2 separate regions of the Ovis aries genome follow, and region 1 is linked to region 2. A link is a contact called in public Hi-C data. All regions are on one chromosome and are shown on one strand. The core of a region is the stretch at or near the end of the contact, and the rest is flanking DNA. Distances in the headings are between cores, read along the strand shown. Region 1 holds the start of SIX2 (SIX homeobox 2). Region 2 overlaps LOC132659590 (a long non-coding RNA gene).

What was found. A called contact is a pair of places that touch in the nucleus more often than the background predicts.
Region 1: a contact with region 2 is called in a Hi-C map of tail adipose tissue, with 3 times the contacts expected there. The contact joins the promoter of SIX2 here to the enhancer-like site in region 2. A contact is called at or near these places in 2 of 16 Hi-C or Micro-C datasets (liver and tail adipose tissue).

What each region holds. Positions count from the first base shown.
Region 1 is chr3:79,319,934-79,325,784 of ARS-UI_Ramb_v3.0, forward strand. SIX2 (SIX homeobox 2) reads left to right here and starts at 2,719. Exons shown (of 2, transcript XM_012172368.5): 1 at 2,719-3,607; 2 at 5,704-5,851. The coding sequence starts at 3,042. It overlaps LOC132659591 (a long non-coding RNA gene), which reads right to left and starts at 2,506. Exons shown (of 3, transcript XR_009600166.1): 1 at 2,432-2,506.
Region 2 is chr3:79,178,192-79,183,859 of ARS-UI_Ramb_v3.0, forward strand. All of the region lies in intron 3 of LOC132659590 (a long non-coding RNA gene), which reads left to right. LOC121819057 (a long non-coding RNA gene) reads right to left here. Exons shown (of 2, transcript XR_006059208.2): 1 at 1,402-5,668; 2 at 701-1,207. Among named protein-coding and RNA genes, the nearest start is that of SIX2, 140 kb to the right of the region's middle. Within about 2 kb of position 2,175, at least 2 of the 54 cell types and tissues checked have an H3K27ac peak or open chromatin away from gene starts, as enhancers often do. A contact at or near this core is called in tail adipose tissue, where this site is marked.

The DNA.
Region 1 (5,851 bases), core at 1,469-3,968, 140 kb after region 2:
AGGGATGCAGAGTGTAAAGAGGCCCTAGCTGACCTCAGTAGCCTTTTTTAGGGCAGGCACTCAGGTGCTGCTGTTAGCAAAAGGTTTTAGCCCAGACCTGCTAGAACCAGTTTCCTACAAATACGGAGAAAGGGAGAGTGGCATGCGGACATATATGCATGCATTGGGTAATGGTGATACAGGATTTCTGTGCTTACTCTTACCATATGACACACACAGTATTGTCCAAGATGGCAGGTGCCACAGGTGTACTCCTGGCAGGTCTGACTTGGGCTCAACACCCAGAGGCCACAAAGAGAGCAACACTAGAAAGGACAGTAAGTCTGAAGCTCCAGAAAATCTGCCTTAGCTGAACATGGGCAGGACCCAGTTCCAAAAGAAGTTCAATCTTGCAGCTCCAAGGGGCCACAGAGGGGCATATTCCCAGTAGAAGCTGTGGCTGAGGGGGCAGTTTACCCACCTTTTCAAGGTTAGTATTCTTAGACTCACTCCAGTAACAGGGACCTTAAAAATCACACAGGCCTTATCTAATAGTGGAGAAAATGAGGCTGTAAAATGGCCCAGAGTCTCATGCCAGGAAGTTACTGCCCAGTCCCACTCGCCTGCAAGAGACCAGGGTGCTCACCACAGCTATAGCCTGATCATGCGGTGGCCATAGCTGGGACCTGCCTACCAGTTGTTAACCCTGTGGCTGAGAAAGGGGGCTTGCAAGGCATAGGTTGCCCTTTCTCGGGACCAGTAAGGTGGGCTCTGAACCTCACTGCAGCCGGGGATATGTATTTCCCCATGTTTTCCAGAGTCCTCTAAGCCCGACTCTGAGGTGAACTCAGTGTGGCAGCGCACAAGACTCTGGATAAAGTGGCCTGGACACAGCAGGGCTCCTCCCAGCAGACAGATGCAGGCTCTGAACATGCCACCTGAACTTTTGCAGGGAGCTATGGTCTCAATACACCTGGACAAGCCCCCAGAGGCAAAAGTCTTAGGGAGACTTGGGTTCCACTCATTCATGCCTGCAAGTCCCCCAGAGGACTGCTAGAACGCTTAGAGCAGGGAACTTTGGGAAATGTTGCTAAGGGTTAGACGAATAAATAGGTGCCTTGCTCAAAACCACCACGGAAAGTCAAAACCTGAACCAGGGGTTCTGGACTCCCCCTCCCCCCCCCCATTCCAGTGTTCCTAGCACCAACTTCCGAGTAAATTTAAAGGGGTAGGAACCAACCGAGAAGCGTGACCTAGACAGACTGCACAGTTCTAAACTGAATGCCAAGCCCAGGCTGTTTTGGCTTGGGTCCTGGCACTGGGAGCCAGCGAGACTCCAGCCTCCAGGCGAAGCGGAGGTGGAAAGGACTACTCAGTGAAGGATCTAACCCCGGGGCTTTTCAAAACCGTAGAAACAGCCACAACACCCACCTCTTCCATCCAGCTCTCCCAGAGCTCTCCCAGCTCTGCCCTTCTCGAAGAGAACCAGCAGCACGTGTTTACATATGCGCCCTGACAAAGAAGTAAAAAAGGCAAGATTCCCTTTTTAAGCCCCTCATTCCGCTCATTTAAGCTCAGCGACCGGGTTCTCATGTTGGAGTTGGCCAGAGCCGAGTCGGAGTAGAGAGGCCAGAAGGGGGGTTGGATCTTGCCTCCACTCGGTCCTCCCCGACCACCCACAGGGGAAGCGCCACGAATTCAAGATTCCCTGCCCTCGCCTTCCCGTGGGCAGACCACCGGCTCTGCCCACCGGAGTTAACTTCCGTAGAGGCCGCACGGAAGTGCCGGGCGCATTTCGGGAGGTGGGACCCGTGGGGTTAAATCTGTGTCCCCGCCCAGGGAGAAGCAGAGAGCGCTCAGCCGGGCGGTACCGGCCGCGGGGCAGCCGGCCCGGTTACGAGACGAAGGAAAGGCGGGATCCTCCAAGAAGTAGATTGTCAGGCGTCTGCCTGTGGCCACTGCCAAATTTTCCCTTCTCTCTCTTACTCCCTCCCCCTTTCCCTAGCAGACCGGTCGGGTCCCGAGCTCCTAGGATGGGGGTGGAGCACTGTCAGCAGGAAAAGTCAAATATTTGAGGGGTGCCCGAGAGCATCCAAACTCTTCCACCCCACTGGTCGGCTCCTGGGCACAATCCACCCGGCAAACAGCTGCTCCAGAAACGGCGTGATGACCCAGGAGGCATCCGGAGAGGCCTTGCAAAAAGCTGCCCTAAGTTTCTTCCCCATCCTGGCTCCCTCCGCCCCTCTCCCTCTCCTTCTTCCCGGCACCCCCTTAAACAGTCCTCCGCCTTCTCTTCTCCCCTCTTCCCTCCCCACCATGATCCTCCCCTTTTCTTCTCCGCGCGTCTCCTCTCCGCCCCCCCCCCCCCCCCACCCCGATCCAGCACCTTCCTTGCTCTTTGGGCGTCCGCCCCGTCAATCACCGCCGCCGCCAGCCCCAGCCCGGCCCTCACCTCCTCCCCGGCTTTTGGAGAGCCTCCGGCTCCTGTCTCGGGCCGCCCTCCGCTCTGCGCGGAGCCCGGCGATCTGTCAGCGGAGCCGGCCGGGGGGAGCCGCCTGGCCCGCCGGGGCTCGGGTTACCAGTGACTGACAGCGTCTCCATGGCGAATAATTTGACTCCGACTATTGTCTGGCGCGGGCAGGCCCCGGGTCAGATAACCAGACCAATCAGGGCTCGGGCCGCAGCGCCTCATGCCCGCTTAGAATAATATTATTAAAAAAGCAGCGAGCAAGCTAGACGGGAGGGAGAGAGCGAGAAGCGAACGAGAGAGAGGCGGGCGGGAGGGCGGGAGGGCGCGGAGCATGCGGAGCGGCGCCGCGGGCGGCCCCCGGGCTTGGACGAGGGCGCTGGCTAGACACGCGGCCGGCGGGGGCGTGGGGCGGCGCGGGATCCACGGCCCGCGCGGGGACGTACTACAGTGACTCCGAGTTCGCCGGGAGCCAGCGCCAGGCCAGGGGCCCCCAGTCCGCCTCTTGGCTCAGGAAGGTCCGGCGGGGAGGCGCCCATGCCGGACCGCGCGGCGCGCTGAGGGCGCGCGGGCGGGCGCGGGAGCAGCCGGCACCATGTCCATGCTACCCACCTTCGGCTTCACGCAGGAGCAAGTGGCGTGCGTGTGCGAGGTGCTGCAGCAGGGCGGCAACATCGAGCGGCTGGGCCGCTTCCTGTGGTCGCTGCCCGCTTGCGAGCACCTCCACAAGAATGAAAGCGTGCTCAAGGCCAAGGCGGTGGTGGCCTTCCACCGCGGCAACTTCCGCGAGCTCTACAAGATCCTGGAGAGCCACCAGTTCTCGCCGCACAACCACGCCAAGCTGCAGCAACTGTGGCTCAAGGCACACTACATCGAGGCGGAGAAGCTCCGCGGCCGGCCCCTGGGCGCGGTGGGCAAGTACCGCGTGCGCCGCAAGTTTCCACTGCCGCGCTCCATCTGGGACGGCGAGGAGACCAGCTACTGCTTCAAGGAGAAGAGTCGCAGCGTGCTGCGCGAGTGGTACGCTCACAACCCTTACCCCTCACCCCGCGAGAAGCGCGAGCTGGCAGAGGCCACGGGGCTCACCACCACGCAGGTCAGCAACTGGTTCAAGAACCGGAGGCAGCGCGACCGGGCAGCCGAGGCCAAGGAAAGGTACGAGTAAGTAGAGCTTCCACACCAGCTTCCCCAGGGCTCGAGGGAGAGGGGGTCCCGGGACCTCGACTCAGCCCCTGGAGAGGTCTGAACTGGGCCCCTGGTCCCAGCCAGGGCCCTGTTGCGGCCTGATCTAACACAGGCAGCTCTTTCGGGAGAACAGATCAGAAATTTGTCTAAAGCGGGCAAAGCAATCGGGCAATCGTCAACTAACTCCTTGGTCGCTTGTGCGCAAACGTGGAGAAGCAGCGAGCCTCGGGGTCAAGGCAAGACAGTAGGCCTGGATTCCAGGCAAGGGGGGCGAATACCGCAGGCAGAGCCTGATAGTTCGAAGGTCGGAGAGCTGAGAGGTTTGGCGAGGACTATCGGGGTTGCGGGTTTTAAGACTGCATGCGAGAATTCACCAGCTCTTCCTGGAACTTTCCGTCTGCCTCACTGAGCAGCACCAGGCCGTGTGATTAGAGGTCAGGACTGGGATTGGAACTTTCCTGATACAGCCTGGATGTAGAGGGGCCTAGAAGAATGTTCCTTGTCTGGATAACGGGGTTGATAGGGAAAGCCTTTTGTCCCGCATTGAAAGGACCAAGAGGCAAAAGGCTTGGGGAGGAAGTGTCAGCTCCTGGAGAGAAGAAAAACACATGTCCCCTTTTCTGCCTTGTTGGACCGAGCAGCCTTTCCCTGGATTGCCAAGCCTTCAGCTCCTCTCTCCTTAGGCTCTACCCTCTCTGGCGGGTAAGTCGGTAGGTCTAGGGTGAGCTGAGAGCAACAGAAGGGCTGGGAGTCACTCGTCCTCAGGGAAACCCAGACTTCCTAAACTAGCCTTGCAGTTGACAGTGAGGCCCCTGTGGCTTTGGCCTCTCAGAACCCCAGTTCTGGAGGAGAAGATGGGAGAGAAACTGTGGGAACAGACTCCAACCTGAGTGTAACAGCAAAACACGACACCTGGGGTCTGTAGTACTGGGTGTGTGCAGCCCAGAGCGAAGGGCGGGGGTCAGACTGGGGGTGCTGAACAGTATAATCTGAGGCGGGGAGGAGGCTTCCAGCTGACCCTGGTATCTAAGACCATGAAGTTGGGGTATCCACAGTTGTAAAGATTCAGCTGCCAGCCCTGTGGAAAGTCCTCTTCCAGGAAAACAGAAAGAAAAGGCCCTGGAAAGCCAGTACAGAGAGAATCTACCTAAGAATTCAGATTTCCAAATCTGGGTGAGGGGCTGTTGGTGAAAGACCCTGCCGGAGAGGGGTTCTCCCTGTGGAGGTCCCCCCCCATTCAGACTGGCGTGTATCCAGAATCCTGAAGAACTAAGTGCACAGACCAGCCCCCAGGTGAAGGCGGAAGAGTCTCAGGTTCTGGTATGGTGGGAGAATCTAGGCCAGGATTAACAACCATCTTCCCTCTCCCTTCTCTCAGAAGCCACCCTCCACACCCCCAGCCTCAGGCCCCAGCTGAAGCTTCCACTGTGCCACCTGGGAAAGGGCACCTTTGCACCCTTCGGGCCTCCTTCCGTAGGCCCCACAGGGAAAACTCTAACGCAGCCCCGACAATTTGGAACTAGAGGGAATAGACCCTTCGCTCTGGAAACCTGTCCCTCCGACAGACTTCCCTCAAGCAGAGGAAAGCAAAGGGAGATGAGGACCTGTGAGATTTCTCAAGCTCGAGGCCTCAAGTGGACCCTCAGCTTAAAATCTAGGGTTCCTGACTCTCCTGGTACCAGTTCTCCAGGACAGATCCTGGCTTTGCGTTCAGCCAGGAGTGATCTGAAAATCCAGGCACCTTCTCTCCTTCCCTGTCCCTCTGCTCTGGAAAAGAAAGGTTAACCACTCAGTGGGGGCAAGCAGGGAGGGCAGACACACGGAGAGCAGAAAGGTATTCCTGAGATTAAGAGCTGGAGAGGTGGGGAGACAGAAATGATACAGGGAGAAAGTATAGAGAAAGAAATCGGGTCTGGAGAGACTAAGAGAACCGCAGCCCAGACCTGGAGGAGAAAATGGTAGAAGCCGAAAACACCCGCAGGCTGCGCGCGGCGGCTCTGGCTCCCGGCGACACTGCGCCGAGCGGCCTCGGTTTCCCCGCTGACCTCGCTGCTTTGCTCCTGCTCTTGCAGGGAGAACAGCGAGAACTCCAACTCTAACAGCCACAACCCGCTGGCGGCGTCGCTGAACGGCAACGGCAAGTCGGTGCTAGGCAGCTCGGAGGACGAGAAGACGCCGTCGGGGACGCCAGACCACTCGTCGTCCAGCCCCGCGCTGCTG
Region 2 (5,668 bases), core at 925-3,424:
TAGGCTCATTCCCCAAGCAGAGGTGACTCGCCTTCCTTATCAAATCCTTCCTGGCTCTTGTTATGCCTTCCCTCCCCACCCCACTTTGACAGGTGATCTCTGACACTCCCCTCTGTGACTGTTTGGGAAGGGAACACATCTCCCCTGTGGTGGATTCATGTCAATGTATGGCAAAAACCAATACAGTATTGTAAAGTAAAATAAAGTAAAAATAAAAATTAAAAAAAAAAAAAAGATCTCCATCCTACTGGATTAGAATATAAAGTTACTTTTCACCTCAGGACCAAGTCTAATATCACAGGCTCAGTGTTTAAACTCCAAAGCTGGGCCCAGCATAATCCAATCAAAATAGATTCAAATGGCTATAACTACTGTATATGTCCAAAGTACTGTACTATCAGAACCATTCCTCTTCCTCCTTCACAGGGCCCTTCACTTGGAAGGGGAGTGATAGGAAATGCAATCAAATAAAAGCAGAAGTTAATAAACTTGGATGTGAAAAAAATTACATCTTCATTTCTACAAACTAGCATTTTTCATTATGTACATAGGCAATAAACTACAGCATTGGCTGTCCCTGTGACTTGGTCAGCAATAAAAATCACAGATCCTTCATATCACATTATAATTGTTGATAAGTTTGAACTATTATTCACACTTATTCCCTATTTCAATATTATATAATTTATTAGACCCATCATGAGATTTTTCATTTATTGGGTTAAATAAGAAAGCAAAATATAATAACTACTTCATAAATTTGTTTCTTTAAAATATTCTGATAACTTGATTTCAATATCATTTGGGCATTTAAGAACATCTTTTCTGAGGAGCCTATAGGTTTTTACAAAACTGCCCAAAAGGTCCCAGGGACAAAAGAGATTTAAATACCCCAGTTGATAAGAGACGCTCTTAAATCCATAGCAACTTAAAGTCACACAATGACCTCTGCCGATGAATCGGCAGCTGTGCTTCTGGGTCAAGCACTGCAAGTCCGCTGCATTTCTGTCAGCATGTTCCTTTGGCATGGAGTAGGGATGGGAGGATCTCAAGGGGCCCAGGCATGTGGCTCCAGTTTTCTTCAGATTCTGGCATTCCAGCGATTCTGAAAGAACAGGGCATCTCTTCTGCAGGTCAGAGGAAATGGGTAGCTCTCCAGCTAAATAGATTTCATGCTTGACTTCAGGGGAATAGCCCAAATGATGATCTGTTTGGGAGAGTAAATTAAAGAGGTAAGCGGGCATGCTCGTTTTATTTGATTTAACTTTGGCTGGTATAGTTGCTCCCCTAAGCATTTCAAAGAAAGAATATAGGTTGTCAGACCTCATTTCCCAGCATCACTACCTCCCTCATCCCCTAGTTCAAATTCTGGCCAGATCCTGCATCTCAGAAGGCACTGACCTTGAATTAGCTTGAAGAGAAGACCTTAACAGGATCTCCTTTCTCTCCAGGCCAATGAAGACATAACTCTTCTCTCACAGCTCCAAATACTGAATCTTGATTTCACTCACTTCACCCATTTCTATTTCTCCTAATCTCTGTCCTTACTTGCATTTCTTGGACCAAAATGCTCATGATGAAGAGTTGTCTGGCTTTCATTAGAAGTAATGCTTCTGAGTTCTCATTTTGATGTTGAATAAAACATAAAACAGAAGATAACATCAGGTATGAGTCCTGATAATATCAGGTATGAGACCAATTCCTTGGCTCATGCCATCCATGAAGAGCTAGAGAGGTCCTAGGTCTTCAAGACTGGGGACGTATACATCATGTTAGCCTATTTCTCTTTGATTCTCCCACCCCTGTCCTTCCCTTCCACCTACCCAATGCATCCTAATCTTCCATTTCATCATACAAGCCACTGGACACTTTGTGGGACACTTTGTCTTCTTTTGTAAAGAATGGGGTTGACATGGCTACAGTCACCTCCTCCTCCCCATCAAAGTCACTTATTTTAAATGTTTGAATATGTTATTTTCAAAATACAAGAGACTGTAGCAGTTTGTGTGCATGGCATTCTTCCAAGGTGCTTCAAGTTCTCTATAAAAAGCTTAGCTGTCATTTGTTGTTATCAGGCCCACTAGCCAAATTGTTGACGTGCCCAAGTTTTATTAGCTCTGTTTTGCAATAGCCCTCTTACCATGGAGACAAATGGGGAACTCTGCCTTCATGCTGGCTTTGTTTTTATAGTTCTTAGATGTGTAACATGACTGAATGGTTTTGAGCTGTCTCCAGCTTGTAGTGATGGGTGTCGGTTTCTTGAACACTACTCAGAAATCCGTGACTCTGAGTGGTGGGTTCTGAAGGCAAGCTGCTGTGGAATGAGCTTCGGACTCTGTGAGTCACCACAGGAACTCAGCAATTCCAGTTCTGACTTTACCACTAATCAATGTGTGACCTTGGGTAGGTCCTTTAATGTTTTTGCTCCCCAATTTACTCATCCGTAAAAGGAGAAAAGAGGCCTGGATGAGCTCTAAGTTCCTTCCAGCTCTTTCATTTTATTATTCTAATAAATGCATCACAAAAAAGGTCACGAAAATATCCCAATTATAGCGATCAAGAAAAATAACTGTGATTCTGTTTTATATAGTGTTAAAGATTCCTTTTTGACTTTTGAGGCTCTTGATGACTCAATATTTGTACCCCTGAAACTCTACTAGATCCCTGTAAACTATTTTTAAAGATTGATTTGGGGCCAGTATTGAAATTGTGGGTCTTATTATCTGAGTGTCAGATTCTGAGTTATAAGGTCTATTCAAAATGGTATGTTTTTCTTGCAGCAATTGTTATGTGGTCAAATTTTATGATGTTTTAACATTCAGTGCCATTCATTGTCTAAACTCTTCTATAACCCAGTAAGCGTGTGAGGTTAATAAGTAGAATGGAATTCATTCTGGGTTGATTTCATCTCCTGATTCTAGTGGAAGGCCTCTCATATCTGTCCTTCTTTCTCAACATGGCTAAGCCAAAGACACTTGGAAAAGCTCAGACTCTGCTCATGACTTTAAATCTCTGTAACTTTCAGGAAGGAAGAAATGTTACTTTCTCTTCATCTCCAAGTAGATACGTGAAGACACTTCACATGAAGAGAAATCTATTCATTGGCAATATATTTTTTGACCAATTAAAATATTCACCATATTGCTTTCTTACTTTTCAAACACAGAATTTGCCTACCTGTGTAATGCTCACAAGTAACCATGTTTTAAGGTTATGTTACATTTACTTGTTTTATAATGTTTCAAGAATGAATAAAGGGGAAAGAGGGCTTCAGAGGGCACAAGGGTATTTCACACTTCAAGTGCACCTCAGGCAAAAGGCAGGCCTGTCTAGGCTAGTGCTAAATGCTACCTTTAGCCCCAGTAAGATGATAGAATGCCACAAATGGAGTCTCAGAAGGCTATGTCCTTTTAGTCAAGTCATTCCCTATTGAACAAGGCTCTCTCTTTCCTACCTCCCTGTTTCTGGCTTCTCCACCACCACTCCCTTCTAAGTACACAGGAACACTTGTACTTGGACTCCTGTAGCGAAGTCGCTCAGTCGTGTCTGACTCTTTGTGACCCCAGGGACTGTAGCCCACCAGGCTTCTCCATCCATGGAATTTTCTAGGCAAGAGTACTGGAGTGGGTTGCCATTTTAGAGTTTCATTTACAGATCGCTTTGCTGCACTCCAAACGGCCCAGCATTTTGTCGATGAAAGAGCGTAAATCATGCCTTAACGTGAGATACAGTAGGATGTGATGTTTAGAGAAAGGAAAATATGCTTCCTTATAGAAGCACCAGGCACTAAACCATCTGGCTTGGAGAGAAAAATTTCAGTCACTCATCCTGATGTTTTGTCTACATAGTACCAAACATCTGGAACCTGGGTGACAGACTAAATTTTTCATTTCACATCCAGATGTTTTTGCATTATGCCAAAACAACCTTAAAAACTCAGCTATGTCTTTAAGATTTTAAATAGTACAAGCATAAAAGTTGTACTAATTTCATTTAGGTTTTGAGATAGAAAAGATGAATGAAAAAAGCCAACTTTTGGCTGTTTTATGCAATATGCTAGTTTAAGAAAAAAGCCACATATTTTGCAACTATACGATTAAAAGACTTATGAAGAAATATTCCCAGAAATACTGTCACTAAAAATACAATGATCTGCAATGTTGTTCCAAAGTTGAAATGCTCCGGTTTTGCAAATTTGGATAAGACTTCTGCAGTTAAAAGATAAGAAATCATTCTCCAAACTAGTTGCTTAGCAGCTTAAGAAGTGAGTTTCCTTCCGAGCAACTCTCTGTGAAAACATTTATTCCTTGCACTCAAAGGTGAAAGTAGGACCGATAGGTTCCTGCCTTTTCCAAGGTTCCAACAGGATTTGCAAGGAAACTTGAATCATTTAAAGATGCTTTTTTGAGAAATGCTTTTCATGATTCAAAATGAAAAATCAGATTGTATCCACTGGAGCCACCTTGAACATCTGTCACAAGAACATAAGCAGAAAGGAATGTTTAAACATTCTACAACAAAACTGTTTGAAAAAAAAAAAAAAATATATATATATATATATATATATACTGGGTTGTTTGGAGAATTGCATTTGTCTTGTCCTCTTATATTCAATGGAGTTGGGTCTCATGCTTGTTAAAAAAAACATGATCAGAACAGATTTCTTATATTAGAAGACACAGCATTTAATCTAGCTCTCAACTGCCAACAGACTTTGTGGGCATTTCTATGCCATGAAAATTCCAATATATTTTTCATTATCTCCATAAGGCCTAGAGAGTGTGTAACATAGCAGTGTTACTGAACTGGCTTGGTGCAGGGTCTTTGCTGACTCAGCACATGGTTTCTCATTTCCAGATTACTAAAACAACTTTCCTCTGGGGTAGAGCTTCACAGAAAGCAAGGGGAATAGAAATACAGAGGGGCCTTATTTTCACCCGTAATTATACCAAGTCCAGAGGCAAATGCAAAATCAGACTGAACTCTCCCAGGTTTATAGAATAAAAACTGCTTCTCTCTGACCCTGTGCCTGTGAGTCACAGTAAGTTGCAACAGGTCTTGTTTTTCACCAACGAATTTGCCCCAGGCCTCTTACCCTTAGGGTGTGGACTCCCGGGCAAGGTTGCCTGTGCCTTTTAAAAGCTTGTGTACAGTATTTTAAGTGAGGCAGGTCAATCTCTATGGACTTGCACCAACAAACATTTCTTGAGAGTTGTGCATTGAGTAAACTACAAATTTCAGACACTGCCACACTTGCAGGGTCTGGAGTGAAGTGGGGTCACAGCACTTGCCCACCCTCTCTGCCTGATTCAGTGGTTGGAGCCTTCAGAGATTTACCATTGTGTGTGCCCGCGGGCCATAACCTATATCCTAAATGGCAATGGCCAGTTTCCATACAAGTCCAACAGTCTGGAAGTTCAGTTCTCTGTTCCCTGACACACTCAGCTATCAGGTTGGTGGGAATCGCTGGGCTTTAAGTTGTCTCTCGGAACGAGATCAAGAAGACTATTGTGAACATCATGTCTCCCCAAATGCCCCTCCCCCCGCCTGCCTTCGGCCTCCCGCAAGACAGGCCTGCTAATCAATGCAAATGTCGTAGGCGGCCAGGCCCGCAATTGGCATTCCAAAGAGCTAGGACCACCAGCCGAGCTTTAAATAAGTGCAGATG